Linked DNA regions of Capsicum annuum: region 2 is linked to region 1. The links are chromatin contacts, called in public Hi-C maps. All regions are on one chromosome and are shown on one strand. The core of a region is the stretch at or near the end of the contact, and the rest is flanking DNA. Distances in the headings are between cores, read along the strand shown.

Region 1 (4,193 bases), core at 465-2,964:
TAAAATAATATTTTTTGATTGGGCTGAGATGAGGGGGTGGGGTGAGGGGGAAGGAGGCGATGGGCGGGGATCGATGTAAGGTGTGAAGGTGGGGTAAGAAAAAATTAAAATTTAAAAAAAAAACAAACTTAAAACACTTATTTTTTGAGGGGGTGGTAGGGGTGGGGTCAGGTAAGAAAAAAGTTTGAATTTATTTTTAAAAAATTAAATATTTTTCGAATGAGGGGTTGGTAGGGGATAGGGGTCGGAATAGGGGATGAGGCAAAAGAAAAAATAGAAATATTTTTAAAAAATTTAATTTTTTTTATTTTTTTTTTTTGGATTGGGGGTGGTGGGAGTGAAGTAGTATTGGATTGGGTATCAGGATATGAGTGAGTAATTTTGAGAGTTGTATGATCGTTTCAATTTGAGAGTGAGGTTGGAAGGGAAATCATTTTTCTTAAATTTGAAGAAATAAGTTGATTTAAAAAATATTTTTCATAACATTTAAGTTAATCAAACATGAAAAAATTAAAAAAATATATTCAAAAGTATTTTCCTTCAAACCAAACACACTCTAAAATAAATATACTTATGTAGCAATAACAGGAAAAGATCAATATGTAGGTATTTGATTTTATATTTTGGAATATACAATTTTTGGACAAATTTGAACTTTTCACAGCTGTTTCCTTCATTCATTTTTATTTCTCTGTATTTTCATTTTGAGATGTTCACAATAATAGTTTAATTTATAGAAATAATAATTTATTTATTTTTATTCATTTTATTCTTGATATAAATAATATAATATAAAGTAATTAAAAAATTCATTATATTTAAAAGGTGATGTACTAAAATCACTTTTTTATTTTTCATTTCTATGTGTCAAGTTAAGAGTGCACAAGTAAAGATGAGAAAGAATTTTTTTTATTTTTTTTTTATAATTAAATATTTTTTATTAATTACCAAGTGAGAACATTACAAAAATCAAGTTTTTTTTTTTTTGGTTTCCCAAGGTATCTCCACAACCGGTAGCCGTGAGACTAATCCTCCATTCCACTGTCAGTGCACTAAGCGGTAGGGAACTGGCCACAGAGTTTTCTCTGTTCACCAGAGGTGGAGATCGAACCCCCAACCTCTTGCTTAAAGGGTGAGGTGCTGAACCACCACACTAACCTTACCCTGTGGTTACAAAAATCTAGAGTTATTATAGTCAACAACAAACTCTTCTCCTTACTGTTCTAGGCTCATTACCAAATTGAAAACAAACCTGAAGCTAAATTAGAATCAATATCTCCTATAGTGAACTAACATAGACAAATAATTTTGTGTTAGCTTCGACTCTAATGCAAATGCTCAGCTTCATATTCTTGATCAACTCCTCCTAAAATGAATAGCTGCAATATTCTATAATTTTTCTCCAACGTAGTGTTATAGATCAAAGCAGTCATACTAGCCTTTAAAATAGCTTTTCCAAGATGTTTTCTTTTTTCTTTCTTTTCAATCCATCTCCAGGCCAGGTATTTTAAGTCTTGCCACACTAACATAGCTTTCCATAATTTTCTGCTTACATTGCAATAAAAAATAAATGAGTTCTTGTTTTCAACTTGACCTTGACAAAATACACACGGATCATCTCCGGTCACTCCCCATTTGAATAATTTATCTTTGATTTAAGCTTTATATTGTAGACATAGTCAAAAGTATAAATGCTTGCTTAGGTTCAGCTACACTGATATAGCATCTTACTCTAAGGACATTGACAACAGCACCTCTCAGGATCCTGTAAGCTTTTGTTATCTGAAATTTCCCCCGAAAATCAAATCATTTGCATTATCTAACACCTGTCATAATTTTCCAAAATTTTCCTCACCATTCTACTTGCATATTATCGTGAATATTAAATATTATTTATTATTTAATGCACTTTATACAATGTTAAAGTTATTATATTGAAGGAATTACTCTAACCTAGGCAGTAAGTACCAAAAATTCGTACTGAGATTGTGTTTGGCAAAATAGGAAAACGGGAAGAAGGGGTTACAGTAGATATGTGCGCATTCTATTTCTTTTTTCCGATTTTGCTTGTAGAGTTATTTCAAATCTGTTGTTATTAAAGTAAGTGTTTAAGGAATTGATACATGATATTGGGGTTGTAGTGATTTAATAAATATATATATATTAATTTATCACATTCACTAAAAAAGAAAATATGTACAAATATGTGATATGCATCTAATGATGTAGAAATTCAATTGCAATTATATGAGTTCAACCCCACAATAATAAATATTTCAATTTAATATCAGGCTTAAGAGAATAAGCATGCATATATTTGACTAGTTTCTGCAGAACTGCTAAATGTCCTAAATAAGAAAGTGTTCCACTAGAATGGAATACAAAAATGGAAGAAACTACAAATAAAAATCGATTTGCTTGATATCTCAATTGAAGCATCGCTTATTTAATGTAAACTGACTTCTCTATAGCACGATACACGTAGTCGAAATAAAGACGAGCATTCCTGGGATGAAATAATAATAAGATAAACAAAGAGAAAAAGGAAACGACAAACAATTAATAAAGGACGAAAGCTTCTTGAAATTCAAAGAAGAATGTCTATCTCAACTTCGTGTTGTCCTTTCAATTGTATATACTGCATAAACTGGAATCAGCACCAGCGGAGCAAGGGCCAAAAATAGTAAAAACAAGGAAAGAAACCCTGTGAAAAATAGAATTTCATCATTTTTTCTCGAACTATCAAACTTGAATGGAACAATTAATGCATTTTTTCCCCAACTATTTACATCATATGGAGAATTAGTTTGTTCCCTTACGATTAGCAAAAACTTGATACAATGGAGGAGTCTATAGTGCATGAGGAAGATTGAGATTCTTATCACCTACAAGAGATTCTTCACCATGGCTGCAGAAAATTCACTAAAGCTAGTAAATAACCATCTCATTTACTGTGAACTAGATAACCAGAAATTCACATAAGATTTGGGGGGTGGGGGTGGGGGGGGGGGGGGGGGGGGCGGCATTTATTCGAATTTGTACCTGAGGTAGCTCAAAGCTGACATCCTGTATAGGCAGGTGAATACTAAAATGTGTAATCCAATGGTATAGAAGAATACAAATGTCCGAGCATATCTGCGAAATCAAGTATCACTTCAGTTTATTACAGTCGGGAGTTGATTGAACGCCATACAACATTTCAAGTACAAAAACTATTGGTCATAGAGAAAGAGAGAGAGCACTCAACTTACAGGGAAAGAAGTTCAAGACAGCCAATCAACAGAGTAATTCACAGGCTCGTGTATATTTTGGTTTTAAAGAGTATATGTTATTTTCTATGCCGTTTCAACATCTCTGTCACTATATCACCACTAATTAATTATTATAAGTCATTTATGTATTAAAAATTAATAATTATTTATTTTTTTAAAAAAAAGGAAAAAATACAGTTTCGACCTACTTCCATCATTTTATTATATCATCCCTAATTAATTATTATAAGTCATTTATGTATTAGAAAATTAATAATATTAATTAAAAAAGAAAAATAGACATTTGCTTCAACCATAATTTTACTATATCACCCCTAATTAATTATTATAAGTTATTTATATATTAAAAAATTAATAATATTTAACTAACAAAAAAGAAAAATAGACATTTATGACATGTCTACCTCATCTGTTTCAACCGTCATTTTACTAAATATCACTTCTAATTAATTATTATAAGTCATCTAAGTATTAAAAAATAAATAATATTTAATAAAAAAGATAAAATAGCCATAAAGTGATAAATTAACTCAACATCTTATATGAAGCTCACTTAAATTTTTTTCACAAATTTTTTAATCATAATTTTGATATATCATTTCTAATTAGTTGTTGTAAGTCATTTAAGACATGTCTGTTTAGCTGCTTCAATCGTTATTTTACTATACCACCCATAATTAGTTATTATGATCATCTAAGCATTGTGCCACTTTAATTGACATTTGTGATTTATTACCTCACTTATAAAAGATAAATGAGGTAGTGGAAACAACCTCTCTACTTCTTCGGAGGTAGCGGTATGGACTGCGTACATTTTACCCTCCCCAGACCCCACTGTGTGGAAATACACTGAGATTGTTGTTGTTGTTGTTGTTATAAAAGATGATAAGCAGGTAGCACTTCGACATATTTGTTTGTATT
Region 2 (4,193 bases), core at 427-2,926, 120 kb after region 1:
ATCGACAATCCATCCACCGGAGCAAACGCTAAGCAGTATTTCCCCGACGATTCTACCGGCACCAGTACATTCTCCGCCCGCAACGGCAGCGCTTTTCCACCTGAAAAATGAATAGCCACCGTCGGAACCTTGGCCGTTTTCATCGACGACAAATCAAAGCATGTATCGAACAACAGGAATCCCTGGGTGGCCGGCAAATGCTGAGAGTATTTTACGAATGTATCACGTAAAGAAGTGTAAACTATTGTCTGCAGACGTGTCACCGCTGTTCCGGAATCGACGATAACACCTCCCCGTCCGTTATCATCTACCCGAAATACACTCTCCGGAACCGGTAACATCTCGCCGGCGACGCTGATTCCGTCGATTCCTACGTAGAAAAAGGTTTTTTGCTTCGAGTTACGTATCAATGGAGCAAACGCGGCGTCACTTGGTCCGGCGGAGTTGAATTCCAACGTCGATGAAGAATCGGAATCACGGTCTACTAGACAGTAGGAGAACGACGTTGCTTTGATTTGAGATGGAAGGGATAATTTACCGCCACCGAGACCAATCAACCCAGCTGAGCCGATGAACAAACCTTCGTTATCGTGGCCACAACCAATAGCAACATTAGAGAACGATCCAGTGTTACCAAATGAGACAGTTTCAGTAGCTAATTCTCCTTGTGTAAACGATCCATCTCCGTAGGTGACTTGATACATACAAGTATCGGAAACACAGCCGGAGATATCAAGTGCTAAACACTCCGGTGACTCGCAAGGGACCCGATTGTATGAGGAGGAGTCAATCGGGTTGAAAATCGGATCAGTTTGTTGGTAGCATTCGATACAGGGTTGGCATTGTAGCCAACTTACGTCACTTCCAGTATCGATAGCCATGTAAAATTCCTTCACAGGTTCTCCAACTCCTATCCGGGCGAAATACTCGCCACTTCCTTGACTTGTTCCAGATATAACAGGGGTCTCAAGCTCTTCAGTTTGAACCGATTTGTCCAAACGAGTAAAATTGGTGGGAAAAATATGAAGCGTACTGAGGAGTGAGGAAACTCTAGCTGAGTCACGAGCAAGTCTGGAGAGAGTGAGAGATGTATAGTTATTGTGTTGGGGTTTCACGAGAGTAGAACGAGGATGGATGGATACAGCGAATGCAGAGGAAGATGAAGATGAAGATGAAGATGACAACGAATAAAGGGGTTGTTGTGGTTGCTTTATTGCTTCGTTTTTGGGAGAGAGAACCTCGACGGTGTTTCGAATGGATTTTGAGACATTGAGAATTTGGGAGTGTGGAAGGGAAGAAATCATGAGCGAGCGAGAGAGAGCATTAGGGAGGAAAGTAGAAGAGATGATGGCCATGAGAATGATGAAGAAGTTGGAGGACAATGAGGAGGAAGCCATTGTTATTTGGTGTAAAGAGAAACGATGAATGCAAAGAAGTGAATATTAGAGTGGCATATAAATAGCAAGAGGAGGAAGAGAAGGACAAGGCAAAAGATGAGAAAATAGAGAAAGATAAGAAGCTCATGTGTAGGTTGTAGCAAATAATGCATTTATATGGAGGGAAAGAGAAGTTTTCATACATCTCTAGAGACTAGAGTGTACTCATTCGCAAAAACTTATCTCCATTTATTTGTTATCACTCAACTATATTTAATTTAATAGACATATTTTTAATTTATCGAATAGCTTAATTATGATAAGTTAAATTGATTCTGATATAAACAGTCAATGTGGTAAACGATTAAGTACCGTTTTAGGGTCGTTGGGTTCAGGCTCTCAGTCATGGAGCAAAGCTGAAGTTCTTTTGAGAACTACTTACATGCTTCCTATGTCGGACTTTTGTTTGGCGTTATTTTCCTATTAGTATATTATTAAAACAATGATATATTCATATATTGAGAAGCTTTTATCCTCATATAAATGGGACTATTACATTTTTAAGATCATGAATTTTAAAATTATATAATTATACAAATATTATGTCATACTTAATAACACAAATTTTAACACTCTTATTTCTTTATTGAAGTTTGTGTTAAGTCAAACTTCACATTATTACAAATAAAGTGAAATAGAGAGAGTTGCAGATTTAGCACTTATGAGTATTTTCCTCAATTTGGTCTGGCTTAATCAATGCTCTTAAACATTCATTACAACATAATCTGTCAATTTCCTACCTAATTTTCAACAAGGTGTATCTGATTTATAGACTCAATGACCTTTCCCTGTTAAAGTCACGGACATTTCTCTTTTAGTCAAACATTTTCTTGTATGTACCTTAGTAATTATAGGACTTAATTGCATCCTAATAATTTGATAATCCAGAAAAAAATTGTTACATAATCTTTTCTTCTCCTTTTACTTTTCCTATCTTGTTTCTCATCCCACAATCTTTTCATTCACAATTTGAGTTTTTCTTGACTTCAAGAAATGATATTTATTTTCCTCCCCTCTATTTACTCTTAGTTTAATTCTAAAGTGAGTGATTAATAGGATGCTGTTCAATAGGAGGGAAAAAGTTAACACATTTTACTCACAAGTCAAAATATTTCTTTGTTTAGTTTGGGAATTAATTAAACTTTATAGTAATTACCAGCCTATTTGTTGTATAGGTGGGTAGTTAGAGTAATGGTTCCTGGTGCAACAAAGACTTCAATTAGAGTAGAAAATCGACTCTTCTTTTTTCTGTGTTTATTTATCCATTTATTCAACTACTAGTCCAATTTATGTCCACTTCTGCTCTTCGTAAATATTTCTGAGAGGGGTTGGTTTCCAAGTTCACACTACGGAAATATAGGTTTTTCTCACTGCAAATTAATGAAAAATTTACTTTGTATAAACATATTTTCCAACCATTTCCCACCGAATCAATTCATTGGGAAAATGCAGAATGAGAAACAGATTCTCATTGAACCAGTGAGAGGCTTTCTAATTTTTTCATATGAAAATATTATTATTTTTTCTTTTCTCACTGATTAATTAAAATATCTATGAAAATAGTCATCCAACGTTCTTGAATGAAAATTTCAATGTGAAAAAGTACATCTTTTGGTAGTGTGATAAGTTTACTTTCCATATGCTTAAATTCTTGTGCAAATAATAACGAATTTTTCTAGTTTCTTATTTCAGAATGTCTCCATCTATTGTTCTTATTATATTATATATATAAATGAAGAGGAGGAATGGAATATATCATAGTGAGTTTCCAGGTAATTACTACAGCATATGTTTCTACATCAACAAATCAATCATCAAGATTAGGGGTGTGAAATAAACGAGCTGAACTGAATTTGAACGAATTAAATAGTTCTATTAATAAATGAACGTGTCACTAACCCATCTACTTTGGATAGAAATAAGTGGGTCCTAAACATGCTTGAGGCAAGCAAAATTTTGATTGTTTAGATTGATAGCATGTTAAATATGAGCTAAAAGTAATAGGAAGCCTGTCAAGCCTAAGTTTGAATACCTTCTAAGTTATATGGTCTTCAATTTTATGCTACAAAAACATTAAATTTCTGATATTACAGTACTAAATAAAGAAGATAAAATCCAATCATAAATTGTAACAAAATCTTTTACAAAAAAAAAAAAAAAAAGTGCAGTCCGGTGCACTAAAGCTACCGTGGAAGGGCCCCACCACAAGGGTGTATCGTACGCAGCCTTACCTTGCATTTATGCTAGAGGCTGTTTCCAAGGCTTGAACCCGTAACCTTCTAGTCACATGGCAGCAACTTTACCAGTTACTCCAAAACTCTCCTTCAAATTGTAACAAAATCTAGACTAGCTAAATAATGTCATGGATGCTGGTTTTTCTTCAAACGGTTAAAGTACTTTTGAGCATGAGTGGCCACTTGAGATGGCGTCCTTGATATCACAATGTTCCTTGAAATGCTTCTCCAATCGCCTTTCCCATACGTCTCTAAGCCAAGCAAAAATAACCTAAAGAAAAATATGACTATAAAATAATATTTACTACTATCTTAATTTTCATATAGAGTATAATCGTGGGAGCCAGGGTGGAGGTCAGGCAGGGTTGGGTCAAGGTGCATGAAGGGGTGAAGGGCGGATGGAAAGTATTTATGAAGCTTAAATACCTATATTTTTACTTCACATACTAGCATATTTTTTGAGTAAAAACAAAATTAATAACCAAATGTTGTACAAATTAGTGCTGGATTTTATGTAGGGATT

What was found. Hi-C and Micro-C count contacts between places; a contact is called where the count stands out from the background.
Region 2: a contact with region 1 is called in a Hi-C map of leaf, with 1.9 times the contacts expected there. The contact joins the promoter of LOC107855434 here to the enhancer-like site in region 1. A contact is called at or near these places in 2 of 5 Hi-C or Micro-C datasets (leaf and placenta).

Annotation. Positions count from the first base shown.
Region 1 is chr6:208,558,752-208,562,944 of UCD10Xv1.1, forward strand. It overlaps LOC107855410 (protein CASP), which reads right to left. Exons shown (of 20, transcript XM_047413859.1): 18 at 3,043-3,135; 19 at 2,820-2,908; 20 at 2,347-2,704. The coding sequence ends at 2,851. Among protein-coding and RNA genes, the nearest start is that of LOC107855447, 17 kb to the left of the region's middle. Within about 2 kb of position 1,715, at least 2 of the 5 cell types and tissues checked have an H3K27ac peak or open chromatin away from gene starts, as enhancers often do. A contact at or near this core is called in leaf, where this site is marked.
Region 2 is chr6:208,674,690-208,678,882 of UCD10Xv1.1, forward strand. LOC107855434 (protein ASPARTIC PROTEASE IN GUARD CELL 1) reads right to left here and starts at 1,677. Exons shown (of 1, transcript XM_016700454.2): 1 at 1-1,677. The coding sequence starts at 1,397. It overlaps LOC107855390 (transcription factor SRM1-like), which reads right to left. Exons shown (of 2, transcript XM_016700384.2): 2 at 3,333-3,941. The coding sequence ends at 3,797.